Linked DNA regions of Sus scrofa: region 1 is linked to region 2. Evidence: chromatin contacts called from public Hi-C data. All regions are on one chromosome and are shown on one strand. The core of a region is the stretch at or near the end of the contact, and the rest is flanking DNA. Distances in the headings are between cores, read along the strand shown.

Region 1 (5,017 bases), core at 1,104-3,603, 600 kb before region 2:
CATCAGGTGGCTCCCGGACACCCTTGAGCTGATGGGATGAGAGGAGGACTTCACCTTCATGGTCTTTGTCCCCAGAACCCAGCGCCCCAGTTGCACGATGAGAAAAACACCAGACAAACCCAAGTTGAAGGACAGAATATCTGACAAGTACTTCTCAGAACTGTCAAGGTCATCACAACAGCGAAAGTCTGGAGTTCTCGATGTTTCAACATCGGATTGGAGGCACCTTGAGAGCTCTGGGACACAGGTTCCACCCCAGGCCCAGCATAGCAGATTAAGGATCCAGCGTTGCCAGGTTGAAGCTGAGGTCGCAGCTACGGCTCAGATCTGATCCCTGGCCCAGGAATTCCACATGCCACAGGGTGGCAAAAACAAACAAACAAAAAACAACAGGCAAAGTCTGAGAAATTGTGACAGCCCAGAGGTGCCTAAGGCGTTGTGATGACTAGGTGCCAGGTGGGACCCTGGATGGGATCCTGGAAGAGAAAGACATTGAAGGAAACCAGTGAAATGAGCAAATCGTGGTGTTCAGTAAATAATAAGACACCAATATTATTATAAAATACCAATATTGGTTCACGAATTGTAACGAATGTAGCATAGTCACTTAAGTGTTAACACTTTCCAGAGGAAACCGAGTCCGGGTACGTCGTCGGAACTCTGGGTATATAGCAATTTTCTACAAACCTCAACTATCGTAAAGTAAAGAGTGTGTTTATCTTTTGTACAAACTAAAGATGCCCTGACCTCAGTGGGGAGAGTAAGCTGTAGGGGACAGGTGTGAAATCACAGGGTCTGGGACGGAGCTGAAGGGGCTTGTCCCACGGCAGAAATGGAGGACGTGCAGGAAGGAAACTCGGGGACAGGGACTGAGCCAGTGGGTCTTTTTTTTTTAAATGGTCGCACTCATGCATATGAAAGTCCCCAGGCCAGGGACTGGGAATTCGAGCCACAGCTGGGACCTGCACCACAGCTGTGGGAAAGCAGGATGCTTTAACCCACTCCCTCGGTGGGATCAAACCCACTCCTCTGAAGTGACCCAAGCTGCTGCCGTCAGGTTCCCAACCCACTGCACCACAGCAGGAACTCTTTTTTTTTTTTTTTTTTTTTTTAACAGTGCATCATTTTAACAGGTTTTGTTTTGGTTTGGTTTTGCCAGGGTTTGGGAAAATAGAGGCGGGGCAGGTTTGAGGTAGGAAGTCAGCTTGGCTTCTGTCCACTGGTGCCGAATAGAAATGCGAAGACAGAGTTTTGCGTGAAGGAAAAAAAAATCACTTTTATTGCTTTGCCAGGCAAAGGAGGCCACAGCAGGCTAATGCCTTAAAGACCGTGCCCCCCTTCGGGGAAGAATTGCAGGAGGGTTTATAATCTAAAAGGAGAAAAAGAGGGTTTCAGCGAAGAATCAGTACTGGGCCAAACATGCTTCCTTCTTCCTTTGGGGGAATCTTAGTCACCAAGACTGACATCAGAGACCTTGGCGTGATCGTGATGGGGGTCTTCTGGGTTATCGCCTAGAATAACAGCACTTGAGAGAAAGGCATCTTGATCAGAGATTAGAACAGACTAGGAAAGTTCCTGAAAAACATCATGTGTGAACAATCTTTCACCCACAGGCAATGGTGTACTCAGGGGGCCTAATCATTAGCTTACAGCCTACAGGTGATTGTGGTTAGGGTGCAATTAAACCAGAGAGAAACGCAAGGAAGGGCTCCAAGCTGTTCGATTTTATTCATTTCTAAAAGCAGCAGAAGGAATATACCTTTTCTCTCGGGTGTGTAAGAGGCCTATGTCATTATGTGCATCCAGTGAGAAGGAACCAGGACCCTGCCCCGAGGCTGTACTATTATTGCTTGACTGGTCCTCCCTGGTCTTTGCATCCCCTTCCTTCCCTGATGAGCAACTGCCTGAACCTGCCCCTTGGAACTCAGGGAAGGCCGTGGAGGCTGATGAGACCCATTTCCTGAAAGCAAGAAATAGGAGACACAGAAAGGCTTTTAGGAGCTCCACAGGGTCCTGCTCTGTTCGGCAGGCATGTTCTTGAGGTCCTGGTAGACATCCACGGAAAAGTTACAGGACAGTGAATGCTGGGGACGCAGATGCTGGAACCACTAACATGGAGGTGAATTTGGGGACGGGACGGGAGTAGCGCGCTTGGGAGGGAGGGTGACGTTGGGGAGGGGGGTGACCAGGGCCCCCACGCGCTGGGCCGCCTCCCTCCCTCTGGCCAGACTTCCGGATCGATCCCCGCCTCCAGCCTTCCTGGCTCAGGAAGCTCCGCGCCTCGGGTTCTTGGAGCGTGGAGACCAGCGGGGCAGCGGGGAACCTGCAGGAGGGCGCGTCACCGCCAGGCGACCGTTTGTGACGCGCAGGTCGGGGGCGCACGGCGGGAGCACGGCGGCCTCGCGTCCCCGCCGGCCTGGTCTGTCCCTGCCAGGTCCCAGCGGAGCGGACGATGGCGGCCCCGCGGCTCCTGGCGTCAGCGCTGGGGCGCCGGGTCCCCGCTAGGCTCTTGGGGCCCACGCTGGCGACCGGTCGCTTGTATGGCTTCTCCAACAGCGCCCCCAAGCGCGGCAAGAGACATCGTTGACAGCGGGAGGATCATGGGGGGCGGGGTGGGGGGCGGGCGGCGGTGCTTCAAGCCCTGTGGGCTCCCAGAGAACCTGATTGGGGCGCTGCTCAAGACCCGCGTGAAGGACTTGACCGTGGTCAGCAGCAGCGTGGGGGTGGGGGACTTCAGGCTGCGCCTTTTGCTGGAGACCAAGCAGATCATTCGCATCACCTGCTCGTACCTGGGGGCGAACACCCGCTGCGAGCACCTGCGCCTGGCGGGCGAGCTGGAGCTGGAGCTTACACCCCAGGGCACCCTGGCCGAGCGCATCCGCGTTGGGGGCGCCAGCGTGCCTGCCTTCTACACCCCCACGGCCTGTGGAACCCTGGTCCAGGAGGGAGGCGCACCCATCAGATACTTACCCATCTGCCACATCGCCATCCTCAGGCAGCCCAGGGAGGTGAGGGAGTTTCGGAGGCAGCACTACCTTCTGGAGCACGCCATCACCGCGGATTGTGCTTTGGTGAAAGGGTGGAAGGCTGACCACGCTGGAAACATCACCTTCAGGGCCAGCGCCCGGAACTTCAACACGCCCACATGCAAAGCTGCCGGAACCTCAGTGGTGGAGGTTGAAGAAATTGTGGATGTGGGTTGTTTGCCCCAGAAGACATCCATGTTCCTAACATTTATGCAGATCGAGTAATACAGGGGAAAATACAAGAAAAGAATTGAGCATTTAACAATCTGGAAAGAGGACGATAAAATATGCCAGTCTTCAGATAACACAAGGACACAGTCAACAAGCGGGCAGCTCTTGAATTTGAGGATGGCATGTATGCCAATTTGAGCATAGGAATCCCTCTCCTGGCCTCCAGCTACATCAGCCCCAATATAACCATTCACCTTGACAGTGAAAATGGAATTCTGGGCTTGGGTCTGTTCCCATTGAAAGATGAGGCAGATGCAGATCTGATCAATGCGGGCAAACAGTCACCCTTCTTCCCCGGGGCTGTTTTTTCTCCAGTGACGAATCATTTGCCATGATTCGAGGGGTCACCTCGACCTAACCCTGCTGGGAGCTGTGCAGGTTTCCAAATATGGGGACCCAGCCAACTGGGTGATACCCGGCAAGAAGGTGAAAGGAATGGGGGGGTGCGATGGACCTGGTGTCCAGTAGCAAGACCAGACTGGTGGCCACCCTGGAGCACTGCACCAAGGCCAACGAACCCAAAATCTTGGAGAAATGCACGATGCCCTGACTGGGAAGCGGTGCAGGGACTGAATCATCACGGAGAAGGCTGTGTTTGACGTGCACCAGAAGACAGGACTGACCCTGACCGAGCTCTGGGACAGCCTGACGGCGGAGGAGCACGGGGAGGAGTTCCCGTCGAGGCTCAGTGGAAATGAATCTGACTAGCATCCATGACGTCTTGGGTTCAATCCCTGGCCTTTCTCAGTGGGTTAAGGATCTGGCATTGCTGTGAGCTGTGGTGTAGGATGCAGATGGGGATCAGATCCCGAGCTGCTGTGGCTATGGTGTAGGCTGGCACTACAGTTCCTATCAACCCCTGGCCTGGGAACCTCCATATGCTGTGGGTGTGGCTCTAAAAAGACAAAAAAAAAGTTCCTGTTGTGACTCGGATGTCATCCCTGGCCTTGCTCAGAAGGTTAAGGATCTGGTGTTGCTGTGAGCTGTGGTGTAGGTCCTGTGGCTGTGGCTGGGAGCTGTAGCTCCGATTTGACCCCTAGCCTGGGAACATCCATATGCCGCAGGTGAGGCCCTAACCTAATGGGAAGGGAACCTTGGTCCCAGGACATGTGCTTCTCACTTGAACCTGCCAGGACTTCATCCCAGGGAAGCCAGAATCATATTCCTATGTGTCACCAATATCTAGCTGGCTGTCTCCTGACATCCCAGACTGGCTGTCACTGGATAGGCTTCGTTCTCTCAAGAGGGATATGACTTTAATTAGAAAACAGAAGGGGAGTTCCTGTTGTGGTGCAGTGGAAACGAATCTGACTAGGAACCATGAGGCTGTGGGTTTGATCCCTGGCCCCACTCAGTGGGTTAAGGATCCTGTGTTGTCGTGAGTTGTGGTGTAGGTGGCAGACTCTGCTCGGATCCCACGTTGCTGTGGCTGTGGCTGGCAGCTGTAGCTCCGATTGGACCCCTAGCCTGGGAACCTCCATATGCCTCGGGTGTGACCCTAAAAAGAAAAAAAGAGAAGAGAAAAACAAGGAAGTCAGAGATGTTGACCTTGTATGTCCTGTGAGTTCTGAGAAAGCTCAGCTCCAATGATTCTCTTCTCTGTCTGTGATACTTATGGTAAATTCTGTGCAACTTGAGGGAGTTCCCCGGTGGCTAAGCAGGTTTAGGACCCAGCATTGTCACTGCTATGGCATGGGTTCGATCCTGGCCCTGGCCAAAAAAAAAAAAAAAATCTATGCAGCTGGAAGGGTTTCATGGAA
Region 2 (5,304 bases), core at 938-3,437:
AGTTCCCCAAAAAGGCAGTGAAGGGATTTCTAAGTCTGGAAAATGCAGGAATTCCATACAGCAAAGTAACAAAGGCTCGGATGCTAATCCACCCTGACATCCCAGTAAGAATGGTTCAAAGAGGGAAAGAGAAATTCTTCTGCACCTATCATAAGGCAGACTGCACAACAATCTCCCATACAGCTCATGTTAATTTACTCTGACCAGCCATTTTTGACTCATTCCTCCCCTCAAGAAAAAGATCTGTATCTGGGAAGGATCGAATTCCTATACACCTGACCGAAGTCCTTCAGAGGAACGCCAAAGTGAGTGAGACAGCTAAAAGGACTGGACACAGGAGCCTCTTCTGGAACAAGCCCTACTTCCCCCTTCTTTCCCAGTTTCGTTTGCCAGCAATCCAACTTCCTTTCAGCTGGAGGCCACCTGCAATACAATCCAGCATCCAGTGAGGTACTGAGATTTCTTCACCTATTTTTATTTTACTTCTGCCGGTTTTTAAAGCTGTCACAGCCCACGGCAGACCCAGAGTGTCCTCCCTCTGAAGAGTGCAGAGCTGCTCAAAAGCCTGCAAAGAAGACTTAATGAAACATCCACTTAGCAGCATTATTGTCAAAGAAGTTCAGCAGCACAATCTAACCTCTTTGTGCTCTGAAATGAACCCTGTTCCTTAGAGGAAAGACCACGGGGGGGCTGACAGAAAACTTGCCGCAGGCAGGAAAACCTGGACAGCTTACAGGAGCTGATGCAGAGGGGGACAGGCAGAACTCCCAAGCAGGTCCATTTCAGCATTCTCTCCCTCCTCCCCCACACCCCCTGCTGCATTTCCCCAGCAGAGCTCTAATGCCAAAAGGGTTGGGGGGAAGGAGCATTTTACAGCTTTTTCATTAGTTTCCCTTCACTGGGTAGGTGTTGTAAACAAGCATGCTGGACCCGGTCATAAGAGCTGAAGTTTCCTCTCCTTCACATGAAAAGAAACTAAAGGCCCAATCACAAGGGCCACAGCTGAATAAAACAGGAGAAAGTGCTGCCCATGTAGTTTCTGGGAAAATCTCCATGTCTGTGGAAAGCACAACTGCTACACAAAGCCAAACCCCAGAACTGGATGTTAAAGATCAGAGCCGGGGGGCCTCCTAAGGCCACTGCATCCCTGGCTTCCACGTAAGGGGCACCTACACCAGTTAGGGAAATGCGGTCCACCGAGCCTCTGGGCCTGTCAAAACTTTCTCTGCAGGGTTTGGATGAAGCATTAACTTGCAGAACTTCTTAGCAAGAGAGCTTCCAGGACCGGAAATCCGAGCTCCAAAACAAATCTTTATTTGGGGGTGGGAGGTAAAAAGCAGTAGACCCCCGCCTCATCAGGCTCGAAGCCCAGGGGCTGGGGGTGGGAGGAGGCCTCGTCACCAAAACTGCACACTCACGGACCCCGGCGGATGCTCGCCCGCTGCCCCCCGACCCCCAAGTGACCGAGGTGGTTCACAGCCTCGGCTGCCATGCGACCGATCGGAGGCCGAGGGAGACAAAAGGGGGCGAGGGACCCTTGGCGGGCACGCGGAGGTCCGAGCCTCTCCAAGGACGGGTGGTTTCTCCCGCCCCGGCTCCTCCTCCTCCCCGCACTCCCCGCCGCGTTAGGTCTCCGAGCAGCTCCCGGCCTCGCCTCCTTCCAGCGGGGGCCAGATAACAGGGCACATAATGTAACTAGTGCTGTGAAGGCGCCGTCCCAGGTGGGAGAGGGCTCGGCGGCTCACCTCAACTCCGGAAACGAGCGGGCCCCGGCCCACGGCCGCTCCGGCCCGGCCCCAGCACCGGTGGGCGCCACCCCGCCCGCCGCCCCACCTGCCGCGGGCCCGGCTCTGGCCAGTCCCCGGCCCCGGCCGCCCGCCGCCGCACCTTTGTAGCGCTCCAGCACATCCTCGTACGCCTGCACGAACTCCTTCTCCTGGCTGCGGTTGGCCGGCTGCTGACCCGGCACGTAGCCGGCCATGGCCGCCCGCGCCGCGCTCTCCCGGGGCCCCGGCGGACGCCGCTTCCAGGCCCGCGCGCTGAGGCGGCGGCGGCAGCTGCCCCAGCCTCGGCCCTTTGTGCGGCCCGGGGGCGGCGGCGGCGCCCCGACTCTCGGCTCTCCGCTTCGCGCTCGCCTCGCCCGGCCTGCCGCTCGCGCTCGCTCCTGAGCCCGCTCGCCCGGCTGCTCGCGCTCCGCCGCCGGTCCCGCTGGCGTTTCCGCCTCCCCACCCCTCGGCTGCGCTCCTCCCTCAGCCCGCCCCGCCGGCGGCGGCGGCGGCGACGGCGGCGTCTCCTCCCGTCGGGAGCGCCAGGCCCGGCCCGCTCCCCGCCCCTCTCCCCGCCGCCCCCGCGGCCCGGCGCGTCATCGGCCCCGGGGCTGCCCACCCGGGTGCCCCCCACCCGGGGCTGCGGACCCCCGCCCGACCCGGACGGGAGGCCGGCCCCCGCGGGGGCGTTCCGCCGGAGCCCGGCCGGGTGGGAGGCCCCTGGCTGGTGGGATGAAAGGCCCGGCCGGCCGCAGCGGCGGGGAGAGGCCCGGGCCCACTCGGCGGGGCGGGCGGGTGGCCCAGGCGGCGCGGACCCGCACCCCGAGCCGGGACAAAGGAGGGAGCCCCCTGGCTGAAGAGAAACCGAGCTGGGCCTGTGCGGCGCTGGAGAAGGACCCAGCGAACCTGTAGGGAAGGGAGAGCCGAAGACCTAGATAGATCCCCAGGCTAGACAGGGTCAGAATGAGGCCGGGGGAGGCCAAGGGAACACTCAGACCACAAAGAACCCCAGGAACAAAGGGTTTTCCAGAAACTGAACTCGAAATGAGAGGGCAGACCCAGCTCCATGAAGTAAACCAGGCCAAGAATGAGGAGCCAGGGCCTGAGAAATGACACCTGAGGGAATGAAAACAGGATTCTGATTGCACGACGGGGTGCATGAGACAGGAGGACACAAATCTATAGGGAAGAGATGCAACAGGATTATTACACTGTGACAGCCATGGGAACAGAGAGGCTTAGATCAAAAGGGAGAGATGTGGGAACCTGAGGCTGAAGCAGGACTTCTACGGAACAAAGAAAAGGGTTCTGGAGCATAGCTGGGAGGGGAAGGAAAAGGGAAGCCAATTTTCCTCTGCCATCAGGGAAAAGGAAAGAGTGAAGAAAGGACTCTGGTAAATACCGTTAGGGAGGTACTGGGGACCACTTTGAGGCGGGAGTTCCCAACGTGCTCTGCTCCTCCAGTCAGTTCTGTATCCTTCAGTCCCAGAGTCATGGAGGGCACTGGGGCCAACCAAGAGCAGTGATTGAGGAACTCCCGTAAATGCAGGTGATCTTTTTGCCACATCTACCCCCATCCAGCCATTATCCTACCCAGCCAGGACAAGTCTATTGACTTGATTTGGGGGGGGGGATTGCAGGTGGAAAAGCAGTTGTAGGTTAAAAGGCTGGCTGACCTCATAATAACAGCACTTTAGCAAGTAAAAAAAGAATTCATGTGATACTGAGCAGAGGAAATTGGGGTTCGGGCTTCCATTTCAGTCCCATTCTTGAGATTTTTAAGAGAGCTTCTCACCCCCAGGGCAAGGCCTGCATGCATCTTTGTGTGCTAGGAGGAGTGCCAAGGATTTGGTCAATGCCCAGCAAGCACATTAATAACAAGAGATGATGCTTTTCACTAATAGGTGCACAACTGTTGTTTCCACATCATACCATGATCAGAAATCGGGTGAGCAAGTCATTAATCATATCTTTTTCCATCAAGTTTTGCAGGCCTGCCCAAGTTCTAGGCCTGGAGATCATATAGGGAATGGCCTGAAAGGGGACAGATAGGGAGGAGCCTTGGACAAATGGCTGGTTTCCTTCCAGTTTAATCCTATATGCTCAAAAAAAGCTAGTTCACAGTTTGGACTCAGCTTCTAAAGAGCACAGTTTAAAAAAAGGAAGAGAAGAAGCTTGAGGTTTATTCTTTTTAAAATAAATAGAAGGCTTTTAGTAGAAAATGTAGGATGAAGGAGTCAGTGATTGATGACATAAGCACATTTTTTGTAAACAGCGGAGAATATAGAAATGCTAACTCCAGGGATCTCGACTGTATCAGTGCTGAGTCATCTGCATTTCCTATATTATTTTATACCAGTAGGGCAAGGACGGCCCAGACACAAACATACACCTCCACCCTCACCCCCAAACAGACATCTGCCTCCTCATTTTCACCACGGTAAATAGGAAAGTCCCTCCATCCCCTCCTGTGAGCAGGTTCTTCAAGAGTTGTGACAATTTTGCCAAAGGTGAGGAAAAACAAGGGCAGAGGGAATGAGAATATGCTCTGGGAAACAGTCTTTGTTGGGAGGGGGAGGTTGGGGGGGGCAAGGAGTTGAGATGTCTATTAAGAAACATGGTGGGAGTTCCCATCGTGGCGCAGGGGAAACAATCTGACTAGGAACCATGAGGTTGCAGGTTTGATCCCTGGCCTCACTTCAGTGGGTTAAGGACCTGGTATTGCCATGAGCTGCGATGTAGGTCACAGACCCCGCTTGGATCCTGCGTTGCTGTGGCTGTGGCGTAGGGCAGCAGCTGTAGCCCGATTAGACCCCTAGCCTGGGAACTTCCATATGCTGCTGGTGCGGCCCTTAAAAAAAAAAAACGAAAGAAAGAAAGAAAAGAAACATGGTAACCAAGGAAGAAAGTTCTGGTAGGGTGGTGGCTAAAAGGTCTTCTCAGACTCAAGTAGCTTTCTGGACAAGATTTGCATTTAAATGCTCCCAAGAGGTTTTGAAGTAATGCAGTCTACTAATGAATGAAAGCGGGGAAGGCCACATGTTTGGCTGATGTTCCTGTTTTATACAGAGAAAATTTTACAAGGATAGAGGAACAAAGCGGCTGCTGGGGGGATGGAAAGAAGGAAGCCTAGGAAAGGGAGGTTTTTGGTTTTTTCCAAGCAACAGTCTAAATTTATAGCCAGACCACACAATTGGGACAGCTCTGAGACTTTCTCCTTTTGGTCTATGATTTTCCTTTGCTCCAATGGTGAGACTGCTGTTGCATTTCTAAAGAGGCTGCAGCGGGGCAGCAGGAGGAGGCAAGATGTACTCGGAAGGGCATCTAGTGGGGGGAAAGGGTAGTACAAGTAACTAAAACCCTATTTTCTCTTCGTGTCTTCCCCAACTTAAGCCTCATCAGGTGCCTCTCTCCCTAAGGTCCAGCTACTTTCAACTTCTTTCAGCATCTCCCACCTCAGGGCCTTCCCACCTGCTTCCCTCCTGGGCCAGAACCCTTCCCTGCTCTCCCCTTTTGGCCTGGCTCACTCCTACTCAGG

The links. A called contact is a pair of places that touch in the nucleus more often than the background predicts.
Region 1: a contact with region 2 is called in a Hi-C map of retroperitoneal adipose tissue, with 2.4 times the contacts expected there. The contact joins two enhancer-like sites. A contact is called at or near these places in 2 of 47 Hi-C or Micro-C datasets (embryonic fibroblasts and retroperitoneal adipose tissue).

What each region holds. Positions count from the first base shown.
Region 1 is chr6:95,578,112-95,583,128 of Sscrofa11.1, reverse strand. The region is part of intron 3 of BMP8B (bone morphogenetic protein 8B); the gene reads left to right. It also overlaps the pseudogene LOC106510654. Among named protein-coding and RNA genes, the nearest start is that of BMP8B, 19 kb to the left of the region's middle. Within about 2 kb of position 2,353, at least 5 of the 83 cell types and tissues checked have an H3K27ac peak or open chromatin away from gene starts, as enhancers often do. A contact at or near this core is called in retroperitoneal adipose tissue, where this site is marked.
Region 2 is chr6:94,976,219-94,981,522 of Sscrofa11.1, reverse strand. The region is part of intron 2 of MACF1 (microtubule-actin cross-linking factor 1); the gene reads right to left. Among named protein-coding and RNA genes, the nearest start is that of MACF1, 18 kb to the right of the region's middle. Within about 2 kb of position 2,187, at least 55 of the 83 cell types and tissues checked have an H3K27ac peak or open chromatin away from gene starts, as enhancers often do. A contact at or near this core is called in retroperitoneal adipose tissue, where this site is marked.